3 separate regions of the Mus musculus genome follow, and regions 2 and 3 are each linked to region 1. A link is a contact called in public promoter capture Hi-C data. All regions are on one chromosome and are shown on one strand. Each heading gives the region's core, a stretch centred on a gene start, on an enhancer-like site or on the middle of the called end of the contact. The rest is flanking DNA. Distances are from core to core; before and after follow the strand shown. Region 1 holds the start of Cd300lg (CD300 molecule like family member G). Region 2 holds the start of Meioc (meiosis specific with coiled-coil domain). Region 3 holds the start of Fzd2 (frizzled class receptor 2).

What was found. Promoter capture Hi-C pulls out the DNA fragments that hold promoters and counts their contacts.
Region 2: a contact with region 1 is called in a promoter capture Hi-C map of embryonic stem cells, with 2.7 times the contacts expected there. The contact joins the promoter of Meioc here to the promoter of Cd300lg in region 1. A contact is called at or near these places in 9 of 39 promoter capture datasets (3T3-L1-derived adipocytes, the C10 cell line, the HPC-7 cell line and 6 more) and 1 of 9 other capture datasets (liver).
Region 3: a contact with region 1 is called in a promoter capture Hi-C map of the HPC-7 cell line. The contact joins the promoter of Fzd2 here to the promoter of Cd300lg in region 1. A contact is called at or near these places in 3 of 39 promoter capture datasets (the HPC-7 cell line, HPC-7-derived erythroid cells, liver and 1 more) and 1 of 9 other capture datasets (embryonic stem cells).

What each region holds. Positions count from the first base shown.
Region 1 is chr11:102,038,709-102,043,391 of GRCm38.p6, reverse strand. Cd300lg (CD300 molecule like family member G) reads right to left here and starts at 1,881. Exons shown (of 7, transcript NM_027987.3): 1 at 1,759-1,881; 2 at 88-420. The coding sequence starts at 1,801.
Region 2 is chr11:102,662,698-102,667,380 of GRCm38.p6, reverse strand. Meioc (meiosis specific with coiled-coil domain) reads right to left here and starts at 1,796. Exons shown (of 8, transcript NM_001127576.2): 1 at 1,551-1,796; 2 at 896-1,045. The coding sequence starts at 1,616.
Region 3 is chr11:102,602,212-102,606,894 of GRCm38.p6, reverse strand. It overlaps Fzd2 (frizzled class receptor 2), which reads right to left and starts at 2,464. Exons shown (of 1, transcript NM_020510.2): 1 at 1-2,464. The coding sequence starts at 2,163. The coding sequence ends at 451.

The sequences.
Region 1 (4,683 bases), core at 632-3,131:
GGCTCAGATGCTCTCACCCATCCTAGTCTCCTCTACATCCCCCCCCCCCCCCCCCCCGCAACCCAGGTAGGGGGAGGAGTCCATTACCTGGAAAGACAATGAGTGTAACCTCAAAAGACTCATCGCGGCCCAGTCTGTCAATCCCACACCAGTACTTCCCTGAATCCTTCAGGGTAAGGTCCCTCATGATCACGGTCATCGAGAGCTCTTGGGGACTGTCTCGGATGGACATCCTGCCTCGAGTCACCTCCTGGTCCTGATTTGCGTAGACAATGTCACCGCAGCGTGACACCAGGATGCCACCCTGCCGGCACCAATACTTCCTGTGCTCCTTCATCTTCTCCACGTAGGTACACCGCAGGGACACGGTGTCACCTTCAAATCCACTGATCTCCTTTGGACCCTTCAGGGCTTCATAACCTGAAAATGCAGCGTGAAAGGAGATGGGATTTCCACGGATCCAAGTACCAGGCCGAGAGCAGAAGTTCCCATTTCATGGGGATGAAGGGAGGCGTTCTTGTTAGAACATCTTGGGCAAACCATAGACCCCCAGGGTTCTCCCTTCCTCTGGGGAACCTTAGAACAAACATGTTATTTGAGAGACACAAGTCAGGCTGGCCAGATGGCTCGAGGGGTAGAGGAGCTTGCGGCTAAGCCTGACAACCTGAGTTCGATCCTCAGGAAGGAGAGAATAGATTCCCAAACGTTGTACACGGACCTTCCTCACATGTACTACAGCATTCATGGACTAATGTGTGCTCATATATGCACACACACACACATGATAAACACATGTAACAAAACCCTTAAAAACAGTGTGAGTTAATGTTATATATTTTTAAGGGAAAACCAAGCAAACATGGCCAACTGAGCAACTGATGTCAGTTACAAGATGTGATGTCTGTCAGTTACAAGATGCGATGTTAGTTATAAGATGTGTCCTGATGAACCCAGCCTGGGGGGGGGGTGCTCTTGATTCAGTTACTTGGAATCAGAGCAAGTTCAAGGCCAGTCTGTCTGAAGCATAAAATGGAGAGAAGGCTAGGGATATAGCTTAGTGGCAAAGCACTCATTTAGCATGCTCCGGGGCCTGGGTTCCACCCCTCCCCCAAGCATTGCCAAGGAGAAAGAAAGGATAAAAAAATTACAAAAGTAAAGAAAGCTTTGCTCCCTGTGGGTGACAGTGTGGTTACTTACTGTCCAGCCCTTTGCCCTCTTGCAATGAACGCACATTTTATAAATATGTATATGTATGTATATGTGTGTGTATGTATATGTGTATATGCGTATGTATGTATGTGTGTATACATATATATTATATACATGCATATACCACACATACTCTCTTTCTCACACACACACATACACAGACACACACATACTAACAATAATAAAATTAAAAAGTAAAGCAAGAAAAAAATGAAAGCAAAGAAAGAAAAAGCAAACTTAGTAGGTATTCAACCAAGTTAGCTGAGCTAACAGGGTAAGTGGATGTATGCTTGCTGCCCTGTGGTCAGAGAGGTTCTGCAGAGCCAGGGAACCCAAGGGAGAAAGACCCTGGGCTCAAGGTGCAAGAGCAGCAAGTGCTGAGCTCAGGGCTGCTGGGCTGCAGATGGGTTGTGAAATAGGGATGTATTCCACCCCACCCCACCCCACCTCCTCATGGTGTGGAGGGAAGGCATAACCACAGACCACAAGAGCGTGCTCAGGCCTGCATCTGTAAGCCCCTCCATCCCAGCCACCTCTGACCCCTCTCACCTGGGAGCACCAGGCAGCCCCATAGCAGGACCAGAGGCCTCATGGTGGGTGCTGGACACTGCAGTTGCCTGCAATTGGGAGCTCTTCTGAGCTTTAGCTTCTGCCGGGCTGGAGCCAGGAAGGGAGGGGTGGGGGGCGGGCCATCGAGCTCAGCTCCGCCTTGGAGGGCCTTCTGCTTTTTCCTTTACTCTTTTCCCCCTTCTACCCAGTGCCAGTTACCACAGGTTGCAGACCCACCCAATCTCCAGCCCCTACTTAGCCTTAATCTGTGATTTGCCTGTGTAATTCATCATGGCCTTTGGGAACCTCTGATATATTGTTTTTCCTTTTGCACATGCCTTTAATCCCAGAGCTTAGGAGGCAGAGGCAGGTGGATTTCTGAGTTCGAGGCCAGCCTGGTCTTCAGAGTGAGTTCCAGGCTATACGGAGAAACCCTGTCTCAAAATAAATAAATAAATAAATAAATAATTCTCAGAGGTGTGCATAACTTGACACTGCTACTATAAGAATCACAAACCCTGGAACAACCAGTCATTGCTGATATCCCCAAATACTTCACTATTTGGGAAATTATTAGTTTTTTGACCTGCCCCTGGATCTGAGTATTAAAGTACTAAATATGGAAGCTTATTTGTTAATTAGTAAATCACTGATAATATATTTTAAACTATATCCCTATTTTTAGCATCTTAATTTAAGCTTATTATTTTCATTGTATTTATTTTTCATGTGCATGGATGGTTTGCCTGCGTGTCTGTGCACCCTGTGTACGCAGTTCTCACAGAGGCCAGAAGAGGGCACTGGATCTCCTGAGGCTGAAGTTACAGATGGCTATGAGCCACCATGCGAGTGCTGGGAATAGAACCAGGGTCCTGGAAAAACAACCTGTGTTCTTAACCGCTGAGCCACCTCTCCAACACTCTATTTTTAGTTTATTAAAAATTTAAAATTATATTTTCAGAAAGCAACTTTATAGAGTCCACCTTCAACATTTTCATAGAGTCCAGGAATCCAGCTGAGAATATCAGGCTTGTAAAGGCCATCTTGTCGGCCCTTCTTTATTTTAAACACGTGAACTTGTTTCATATGCATATGAGCCATTATTTTGGGGTGTGGGAGATCTGTAAGCTTCTTCTCTTCACACTGCTGAAGTGTGAAGGGTAAAAAATTTAAAGACCAATTATATAGCCCTTCTGATCAGCATCCCATTGTCTGGGATGCAGTACCGTCATTGGCCACAGGGCGGCGGCTTCAGCAGGGCTGAGCTGAGCTCTGCGGGAGCTTTGGGTCAGCTGCTTTGAAAGGCGGGTCCCCTGAACCGAGCGCTTTGTCTTGCTGGACACTTGCAAAAGTTAATCAGTGGCTTGTTTCCCCTTTGCAGACTTGCTTATTGCTTCAAGGGAACAGAACAAACGCACGCTAGAGGGAGCTCTGAGCCATTTTCCAAAATAGCTGTCTTTCAGGCTTTCAAAGTCAGTATGACATCTAAGCAAATATTTATATTATACAGATAAGTAAGAACGGAGGGAAGGCAAGGATTGGAGTATTACAAGTAACTCACCTTCTGCCTTATAAAATCACTCTTAGTATTTTGGTATGTTTCTTTTCGACCCCTGGGGGTGGGGTAGGAGTTGTTAAAGCCCAGTTGTTGTGAGAGGGGAGTTTGTTCTTGTGGCTCTGGTAATAGAGGGCGTAAGTATTACATTTATTTATTCTCATGTTTTAAGTGTGTATGAGCACGTGAATGTCATAGCATGCTATGAACAACGTAGGACAACGTGCAGGACTCAGTTCTTTCTTTCCGCCCTGTGGGCTCCGGGCATATACCACAGGTCGTATTGTTTGGCTGCGAGTGTCTTTACGAACAGAGCCATCTCTCCAGCAACAGGGCACATGTCTTGATTACACAGTGCTTGGCAGGCATTCCTGCTGTTTACTGACCTGGAATATGTCATCATGAAACCCTACTGACCTCAGTCCGGAACATGACTCCCTTTCCTGTGTACAGATCACCCAAGAGAAGTGGTTTTTGCAGTTTGAAACATACACACACACACACACACACACACACAATCTACTCTAGCTTTGCATGGTATATTTCTGCACGTCTTTATTTCTAGATGTTCCTTGTTCTTTGTGTCTAGCTTATTCATCATAAGCAGGGCAAGCGCTTGACACTCCATTATATTTTTAGGGCTGTAGGAGCTGGCCCCTGACATTTTTGAAATATGTGCTTTTTAGTAATAAATTGTTTTCTTTTTATTTCTCCCCCCAGCGTAGCTGGGATATTATAATATTTAAAACATTAAGCATAGAACAGGCACAGTATTCATGATTGTCGTTTCAGGGGAATATGGAAGTTGTTACCAAATGCTTCCTTATACAGATGGAGCACTGGGTTTGAAGCTTGCCCCCCCCTCCATACTCTTCACCTGTGTATTTAAACATCATTACCTCTTCGCCCCCTGCCCCACACCTTGCCCAGGAGCTGACCTGGAGGACCTGGTAAAAACCAGATCTTTTAGAGTTTAGAGTTTAGAGTTTAGAGGTTAGAGGTTAGAGGTTAGAGGTTAGAGGTTAGAGGTATGGCTCATGGATTAAGAGCATTGAGCAGTCAGGGCTCTTACCTGATGAGCCATCTCACCAGTCCCAAAACACCTATTTTTAATGATGGTTCTTAAATGCTTTAACCTCCCTTGTAGCCCATCACTCACCAGAGGTAGTGGGAAAGAAAGGATACGGGTGGGGGGCAGGGGAGTGGAACTGTTTAGAAAGGTTCTTTGGAGCAACCCCTGTCTGTTTTGTCTGGAAATCAGCAGTTCAGTTCACAGGTTAGCAGTGGCAGCTCAATCCACTTGCAAACACTTCACAGATACACCAGCAGTCCAGTTTGGTAGAGTCGGTTTAGCAAACATGAATCAGCAG
Region 2 (4,683 bases), core at 547-3,046, 620 kb before region 1:
AATTAATTTTTACATTACTGACATGTTATATACTAAGGACAGAAAGGGAATGAGCCAATGAAAAAAGTCTTTTCTTGGAGGGCTGGAGAGGTTAAGAGCACTGGCTGCTCTTCTGAAGGATCAACGATCAATGGCAGCTTGCAACGCCGGCAAAACTACCATACATATACAAAAAAATAAATTATTGTTTTCGTTTTCTCAAGACAGGGTTTCTCTGTGTAGCCCTGGCTGTCCTTGAATTCACTTTGTAGACCAGGCTGGCTTCGAACTCAAGAGATCTGCCTGCCTCTGCCTCCCGAGTGCTGGAATTACAGGTGTGCACCAACACTGCCTGGCTTAAATTTCTTTTTTAAATTAAAAAAAAATTTTCCCCATGTCCAAAACCAAGTGTGTACTGTGCAAACTCTAAAATATTCTCCTCTGGACCAGTCGGTTGGGCGGCAGGGTGCTTGCTGCTGATCCTGAGGACCTGAGTTCAATCCTGAGGACCTGAGTTCAATCCCTAGGACCCACGTGGTGGACGCTGAGAACTGAAAAGTTCTCCAACCTCCATCTGTTGTCATGCCACGTCTCTGTGGCCCCTCCACCATAAAACCACCATAAAATAAACACATATATACATATATATGTATATATAATTTAAAAAATTTTGGTGTCTATACAGAACTTAATAATAATAATAGTAAAAGAAGCCCGTTTTCCCCAGCTTCTAATTCTGACTGGAGTTTTTTTTAACATGTATGGGACTGGAGCTGAAGGTCCTGGGTTTGCGTTTGGTGGTGGGGAAACTACAAAGGGAGCGGGGTGGGGAGAGGATTGGGGGGCGGGGTGGGGAGAGGGTTGGGGGGGGAGGGCTGGGGGGAGGACGAGCAAAGTCTTGAATTTGTTAATGGACCTGAGACTTGTAGCAATCATAGAAGGGCGCCGAGCCGGTCAGCATCATGCTGTTGAAGACGTCGGATAATCTATTGCTGGTGTCGACGCTGAGGTTCCAGCACCGATTCGCGCTTCCACGGAACGCCGCCGCGGCCGCCGCCACCTTCGGCTGCTCGGAAACGGGGGAAAAGCCGGGTGGTCACGGAGCGCCGCGCAGCTGGGGCTGTAGCCTGGGCCGTCTAACTGCAGATCCTTAGGGGACACTAACTCGGGCCCCCCAACCCCGCTCCCTCGTTTCCTCTTCAAGCCCTCCTCCCCACCCCGTCACTGCGCCTCAGCTCTGAGACGCGCGACGGCGGCGGCAGCGGCCCTCGACGGCCCTGACAGACGCCTCCGCGCCATTGCGACTGGCTGACCGAGGTGGCGCCTCCGCTCTGAAGCCTCTGGGAGGTCAACCCTCGCCCAGACTCGCGACTTCGCAACCCTCCCCCACTCGCGACTCGGCCCGACGACATGTTGGGGCTCCCCCACCCGCGACCCGTAATCTCCCGTGTCGCCACCCCGCCACCACCCGGGCCTCCTTAAAGAAGAAGCACGCTGAGGGACGCGCCTTCTCCTCAGCGTCTCTCCCGGGGGCTGCCATCCTCGAAGTCCCCCCGACCCCCGCCAGTTACCTCAGGTCCCTCCCTCAGGCCTTGGGGGTGACGGGGCCGGCAGGTGTCTCCGCCGCTCACCTCCATGGGGGCCCCCCAGCTCCTCCTGAGCTAGTTAACAGCTCCCGGGGTACGGGGGTGAGGGAGGACGTCGAGGCCCAGCTCCCTCAGCCCGCACCCCACCGCTACCGCTGCCGCAGCCGCCGTCGGCGCTGCCAGGAGCCGCTCTGTGGGTGGGGGGCCGAGCCGAGACGGTGCGACGAAGAGGCCGTTACATTGCTCCCCGCGCCTCGCGACTAGGCACCGGCCGCCGGCGCCCCGCCCACGCCCACGCCCAGGAGGCCCCTCATCTCGCACCCCTCATTGGCCCGCGGCCCAGCCAATGGGCGACCGCCTCCAGGGTCTGTTGCCCCCCCAGAGACAAGACTAAGAAGGAGCAGTTAGCCGACTTCGCCCTAGGCTTGCTCTCAGGCCAGGGCTGAAGATGTTTCCCGCTCAAAGGAAGCTCGCTCGGGATTGGCCAGAACGGACGAGCACAGGCCCGCTGATTGGCTGATGGGAGGCGCGCGCGCCTACTGGCTTGGTAGCGGTGGTTGGGAGATTAGAGAAATCGCACAGCAACAGGCCGATGACCCGAAAGCCCTCCGCCCGGCACCCGAGGGCACCCGAGGCCAACATCTTCGTTTTGGGTCTTGTTCTCCGCCCCTAGTTCCCAGAACTCTACAGAGCCGCCAGCCCAGTAGACTGTTGTAGCCTTTTTCAGAGGGCAAAGAAACGAAACCCTTGTAGAGCTTAAATGGTGAGAGCTGTCCGCTGTCCTGGGACCAGGTTTCCTTTAGGGTGAAGGTGTTTTGACTATTAAATATGAATATGACTTTTCAAGGAAACTTCACCCTGAATTTTTGTTTGTTTTGTTTTGAGTTTGTTGTTGTTATTTAGCTAGTAATAGTAATTTAGCTAAAAATAGTTTGCTGTTTTCTAGCTATTCCGGCGACCTTACGAGATGATGACATAGTCTGATTAGGGTCTTAGAAAAATGCAAAGTCCTCAAAAATGTGTGTATGCGCGAGCACGGAGAAGGGGGGCACTGAAATTTTAAAGGAGTAAACACAGGCGTTTTAAGGGTGTTTGCACTTCAAATCAAAATTTGAGACGCACCGGATTAATCATTTAGCTCGGGCACTAATGAGGTAGATTAGGGGGATGAGTTTACTGGCCCACGCAGACCTGACGGTTTTTTCAGATGCATAACCATCTATAACTCAAGATGGGGAATGACAGAGGAAATACACCATATCAAACTCTGGCTTCCAACACAGACACAAATGGGCAAGTACGTGCGCATGGGCACACACACACAAACTTTAAAAAAGAGATTTGGTGTTGGGGTGATAGTAAATTACTTGCCGTCAAGTATGAGAACCTAAGTCTCATCTTCAAAACCGATGGCAAAAAAAATCCCAGGTGTGATAAATGTGTAATCCCAGCGCTTGGGAGGTCCAGTTGGATCACGGGGCCTCACTGGCCGACCAGTGTACCTCCTCAGCAAGGACCTATCTCCAAAGACAAGGTGGGGGACAGTGAGATGGCTCAATAGGTAAAAGCAAGACTGATGGTTGAGTTTGAGCCATCATGCAATGTGAGAATCAACTCCACCAAGTTGTCTGCTGGTCTCCCCATGTGTTCTGTATTGCATCTACTTCCATACACATATATATCCTAATGATAAACATGATAAACACATATATGCCCATATAATAGATTAAAAAAAATTTTGTTGTTGTTTAGAGAGTCTTTACATAGCCCTTGCTTTCCAGGGGCTCACTTTATAGACCAGGCTGACCTCAAACTCACAGAGATCCACCTGCCTCTGATGTAAGTGCTGGAATTAAAAGCATGCATCAACTGCCTGACTCTGATATAATTCTTAAACTTAAAAAATGATCGATGGGTGGGGCAGTTCACTGAATTTGAGGCTAGCCTGGTCTATGGAGCATATACCAGGACAGCTGGTGCTACACAGAGAAACCCCGTCTCAAAAAAACAAAACAAAATGTCTAAGTATAAGGTGGCTAGCATCTGAGTTTTGAAACCTGAAGTAGGTGTCTGGCCTCCACATGGAAGCTATTCCATAACAGTTTCCTCGGAGATTGAAACATTCCATCGTGCAGGGAAGCCCCTTAAGCAGGAAGGCTAACAACTCAGAAGGGTTGAAGGAAGTCCCCGAACCTGACCAGAGTCACTGGGCCCTTCCTCACCAGATTAAGCCATAAAAGCTCAGAGTCTCTCTCAGAACAGCCAACCTACCAAAAATAAACAATTTTTTAAAAAAGCCAAACCCACACCAGACTGCTGCCTGGGAGAAGCAGAAACCAGCTAAGATGCCTGGAAGAGGTTTAGACCAACTGGAAAGGACAGTTTTCAATTTGTTTAGCTGCCCGCAGGCTGCATTGTGTGCCACGTTCCCAGCTTTGTGAGCTGTCACACATGCTGGGGTGGTTCTTGGTGAATCAGCTCTCTTTAAATCATTTCTGCTCCCATAAGTAACCCCTCACCCATATTCTTGTAAGTAACCCCAATAAAACTCATTGGTTCAGCAAGTTGGACTTTGGTGGTATTGGTACTTTGGACTGTCAGGAGTTCCCTATCTGTGGTAAGTAGACATGTGTGTTGCATCTCCCCAGGAAAGTTTTGTCATACAACACACACATACACATGCATATGCACTAGCACATACATGTACATCTACACACACACAAACATGTCCACATGTTAAAAAAAAAAAAAAAAAGGAAAACGTAGGCAGCATTATCAAAGCCTATATAGATAGTTGTTAGTGATAGACAAAAGCTTACAACTTGTTTAAGGTTGGCACCAGCTCCTTGTGTCTCCAGAGACCTGCAAAACGCCCCTGTTGAGTTCTGCTTCAAGGGGACAGGATGGGGCTGGTTTCTAGCTACTTGCTGATCTGGAGTCCCATTGCTTTTCTGCTTTGAGGATCTAGCACTTTCTTATTTGTTTGCTTCTGTTTCTTCTCTCTCTCTCTCTCTCTCTCTCTCTCTCTCTCTCTCTCTCTCTCTCTCTCTCTCTGTTGAGACAGGCTTTCTCTGTGTAGCCCTGGCTGTCCTGGATGTCGAGGATGGCCTCGAACTCA
Region 3 (4,683 bases), core at 1,215-3,714, 560 kb before region 1:
TCCTTTAAGCCAACAAAAATAGCGAGCAGGCTAGGTGCCTCTCCCAGCAGGCCCAGCCCTGCCAAATCACTAAAAAAAAATTCGAACCAGAGCACAGGGCAGCTTTTAAAAGGGCACTTAGAAAAGTCGAGACCTCCTCCCCCACCCCCACACCACTCTTCAGCCCTGGTGTCTTCGATTTTTTTTTCTTTTTTCTTTTAAATAGAAAATATATAATTAAATTTACAAAGACTATTTACAGTTTTAATTACAAACCTGGTAGGGGGGTGTTGGGCAGAGTTCTTTTTAAAAAGCGACCTAAAAATAAAATGGTTTTTTTTTTACCGTTCTTTATTTAAAAAAATAAAATAGGAGTCCGTAGGGTGCACCCTCCCCCCTCCTGAGTGAAGGAGGGCACGGTGCAGTCCGGACCTGGGAGAGGGGAAAGCCCGGCAGGCAGGCGAGACCGCTTCACACAGTGGTCTCGCCATGCCGGCTGTTGGTGAGACGAGTGTAGAACTTCCTCCACGAGTGCAGTGTCTTGCCGGACCAGATCCAGAAGCCCGACGTGATGCCCACGATGAGCGTCATGAGGTATTTGATCATGTAGACTGTGAAGTCGGGCGACATGCGGGGCGTGTAGTGGGCCGGGCAGGGGATGGCTAGGCTCTTGCAGTGCTGGCTTACCCAGGAGCGCTCCCAGTGCTCGCGGAAGGCCTGCTCATAGAAGTAGCAGGCGATGACGATGGTGGCCGGTACCGTGTAGAGCACCGAGAAGACGCCAATGCGCACCATGAGCCTCTCCAGCTTCTCCGTCTTGGTGCCGTCGTGCTTCATGATGGTGCGGATGCGGAAGAGTGACACGAAGCCGGCCAGCAGGAAGGATGTACCGATGAACAGGTATACGAAGAGCGGCGCCAGCACGAAGCCCCGCAGCGGGTCCAGGCTATTGAGGCCCACGAAGCACACGCCGCTCAGCAGGTCGCCGTCGATCTGGCCCATGGCCAAGATGGTGATGGTTTTGACGGCCGGCACGGCCCAGGCGGCCAGGTGGAAGTACTGCGAATTGGCCTCGATGGCCTCGTGGCCCCACTTCATTCCGGCTGCCAGGAACCAGGTGAGGGACAGAATCACCCACCAGATGGAGCTGGCCATGCTGAAGAAGTAGAGCATCATGAAGAGTATAGTGCAGCCTTCTTTCTTAGTGCCCTGCACCACCGTGCGATAACCGTCCTCTGAGAAGCGCTCATTGCATACCACGCGCTCCTGGAGAACGAAGCCCGCAATGTAGGCCACTGACACCATGGTGTAGCAGCCGGACAGAAAGATGATGGGCCGCTCTGGGTAGCGAAATCGCTGCATGTCCACTAAATAGGTGGTGACCGTGAAGAAAGTGGAAGCGCAGCACAACACCGACCATGTGAGGATCCAGAGACGGGCAAAACGAGTCTCCTCTTGCGAGAAGAACATAGAGCCGTCGGGCCGTGCGGGCTCGCAGGGCGCGGCACAATCGCGCTCACCCAGAAACTTATAGCTGAGATAGGACGGCACCTTGAGGACGCGGGGACAGTGGAAAGGGTGCTCCAGAGTGGCGTAACGCGGTGGCGAGCCACCACCGCCAGGGCCGCCCGGGGTGCCACCCGCGCCGGGCTGCAGCCCAGAAGGTGGCGCGGTGGTGAGTAGCGCAGGAGCTCCGTCCTCCGAGTGGTTCTGGCCCACGCAGATCTGCTCCGCGCCGTGACGCGGGAAATGCTCGCAGCGGAGGCGCTCGGGCCATTGGAAGCCGAACTTGTTCATGAGCGCCTCGCAGCCTTGGCGCGCGCGCTCGCAGATGGAGCGGCACGGCGGGATGGCCTGCTCCAGCACTGTGCACACCGGCGCGTACATGGAGCACAGGAAGAAGCGCAGCTCGGGCGAGCACTGCACCTTCACCAGCGGGTAGAACTGATGCACCTCCAGGCCCGCGTCTTCCTGGTTCGTGTGGCCAAGAAGGTTGGGCATGATGGTCTGGTTGTAGGCGATGTCCGTGCACAGCGGGATGGAGATGGGCTGGCAGAAGCCGTGGTCCGGGATGGAGATGCCCTTCTCCCCGTGGAACTGGGCCGGTCCGGCGGCCGGCAGCAGCAGCAGTGGCAGCAGCAGGCGGGGCAGGGCGCTGCGGGGCAGGGCGCTGCGGGCCCGCATGCTGGCCGCCGCCCCCCACTCGGCTCCTGGGCGCCCCCCAGCCCCCGCCCCCAACCCAGAGACCGCGCGCCTTCCCCGCTGCCGCCTAGCTGCCCGGCCGCCTCCCGCGTCTCCTTGCAAACTTTGCTCGCGGCCGCAGAGTTGGGGAGATTGGGCGGCGGGGGAGGGGGCGGCGCACCCGCCTGCTGGCTCGCCGCGGTCGGACTGAGGGTCGGAGACGCGGCGCACCGCTGCCCTAGCTCCTCTTCCTCCTCTAGCCTCTGGGCTTCCCCTCTCCCCACCCTCCTCTACCCAGCGACTCCTTTGTGCCTCCTTCAGCCCTCACCTCGGCCTCTCCGATCCCAATTAGTCGGTTTCAAGGGGGCCCCCACTGGCGGCCCCGCCCTCTCCTCAGCCCCCCCTCAAAAGGGATCCTTGAAACCGCCCCGTCGAGCTTTGCACCATCCCAAAATGTGCTCTCGGCCAATCAGATTTAAACTGGAGGACCAGCCCCAAGGGCTGGATTGGTCGACCACAACATAATGAGATCAGAAACCAGATGCCAAGAAAACTCTACCCCCCTCCTTCTGCTTTTTTAAAGAGACAAGCTATTATTATATTAGGAGCTGTTTGCTCAGTCCGTGATTGCTTCGGAGTCGCCCAGGAAAGATCCGGAGACACGTTTTCTCAAAGTGGCATCCGACCCAGACAACTCTAGCCTAATCTGTGGCCCTAGAGCCCAAACCCTCTGAGGTACAAGAGCTCTTTGCTCCTGCCCCTGCTCACCGCCCCCTCCCCCCTTTTCAGTACCATTTATAAAACCAAGTGAAAAATCCCGTTTAAAAAAATATATACAGAGAGAGAGAGAGAAATATGTATGTTTTTAAAGCACGTTAGCGAATAGCTTGCAAAGACGTCTCTCAATCCCTCTCAGAGAGTCGAGGTAAAAGTGTCACTTCACCCTAAACAAGGACTCCTAGAAGTTTTCCTCGCCCCTCCCCCTACACACACCCAAAAGTAACCCTCTGAAAAACGAGAGCCTGTCTCTTTAAGAGGCTCTTAAAGGGGCCGGGACTCCGGGGTGTAATTGCCCCATAGCGAGCACAAAGGAGCCCATTATGGTTCTTTGTGTTTAGTGGCACCTCAAAGTGAGAAAATTCAGGAACTCAGAGGCCAGGCTGCGGGGCTGGGGCGGGGGTTGGGGGGTGAAGTGAAGGAGAAAGGCCCGGAGCTGAGGATTCAATCCACCCCCTTTCCGAGGAAAATCTTAATTATGCAAAGTAAAGTTTAGTTGCCATAAGGAGGAGGTCTTAATCGAAAGTTAATGGCTGGGGGGGTGGGGTGGCGGGGGTGATGGGCAGTTTTGAGTAAAGAAACGACTCTCTTAGGTCTGACGAACGTTTTGGGGAATTTGCCTTCTCCCTCCCAATCCTTGCTCCGCCTCCTAAAAGCTTCCAGATTTGATCTCCTGGGAGAAAAGGGAGTTTTACCCAAACTTTAAGTGATTCCACACCAGAAAGATGGTGTGTACGGCTGGAGAGAGGGAGGAAGGCTGGGGTTGTAGTACAGAATTTCTCCTCTCACTTCTCACCTGGCTGAGGGGTGAGGTGGCCCGAAGAAATGCCCCCCACCCCCAACTCCCTTCACACTAGGATTGTAACTTTGAGGTCTGGAGAGGGAAGGGAATTTGCATGGAAATCTGTGTCTGGAACCGGATGATGGATCAATTATTTCTGTTGTCTCTCTGGAGAGAAAGAGGAGGAGAACTTGAAAAGAAGGACAGGACGACTGGGTTTAGAAAGCCGCTTTTGCTTCTCAGTATGGGCCAAATCCTCCCAACTGGCGAAGCTGCTCCCTGCAGGCATCTTGGATTGGGCTGTATTCAGAAACCGTGGAACAGCAACTTAAAGGAGAGAAGAGGATACAATGAACCTGGCCTCACCTGGTTTCGTTGTTTTGTTTTTGGTTTGGTTTGGTTTTGGTTTTTTGACTAGATGAATCATTGTAAATTCTCAGTAGCTCACACCTGTAATCTCAGAAGTTGACGTTGAGACAGGAGAATTACCAGACATTCCTGGCCAGACTTAACTGGCTGCAATATGAGAGTGAAAGAAAGAAGAAAAAAAGCCGGGTGGCGATGGCGCACGCCTTTAATTCCAGCACTTGGGAGGCAGATGCAGGCGGATTTCTGAGTTCTAGGCCAGCCTGGTCTACAAAGTGAGTTCCAGGACAGCCAGGGCTATACAGAGAAACCCTGTCTGAAGAAAGAGGAAAGAAGAAGAAAGAAGGAAGAAAGAAAGAAGGAAGGAAGAAAGAAAAGAAACAAACAAGTATTCAAGTTCTTTACAACTTGAATATGCTCTTTATTGGAATTTATTAAAGAGCTTCCCAGTATAGCCCTGGCTGACCTGAAACTCTATGTGTAGACCAGGATGGCCTCAAACTCTCAAGATCTGCCTTCTTCTAGATGTACTGTGATTAAAGGCGTGTGACACCACCCTCAACTTCCTTATTGGAGTCTTGAATATGTTTCCTTTCCCT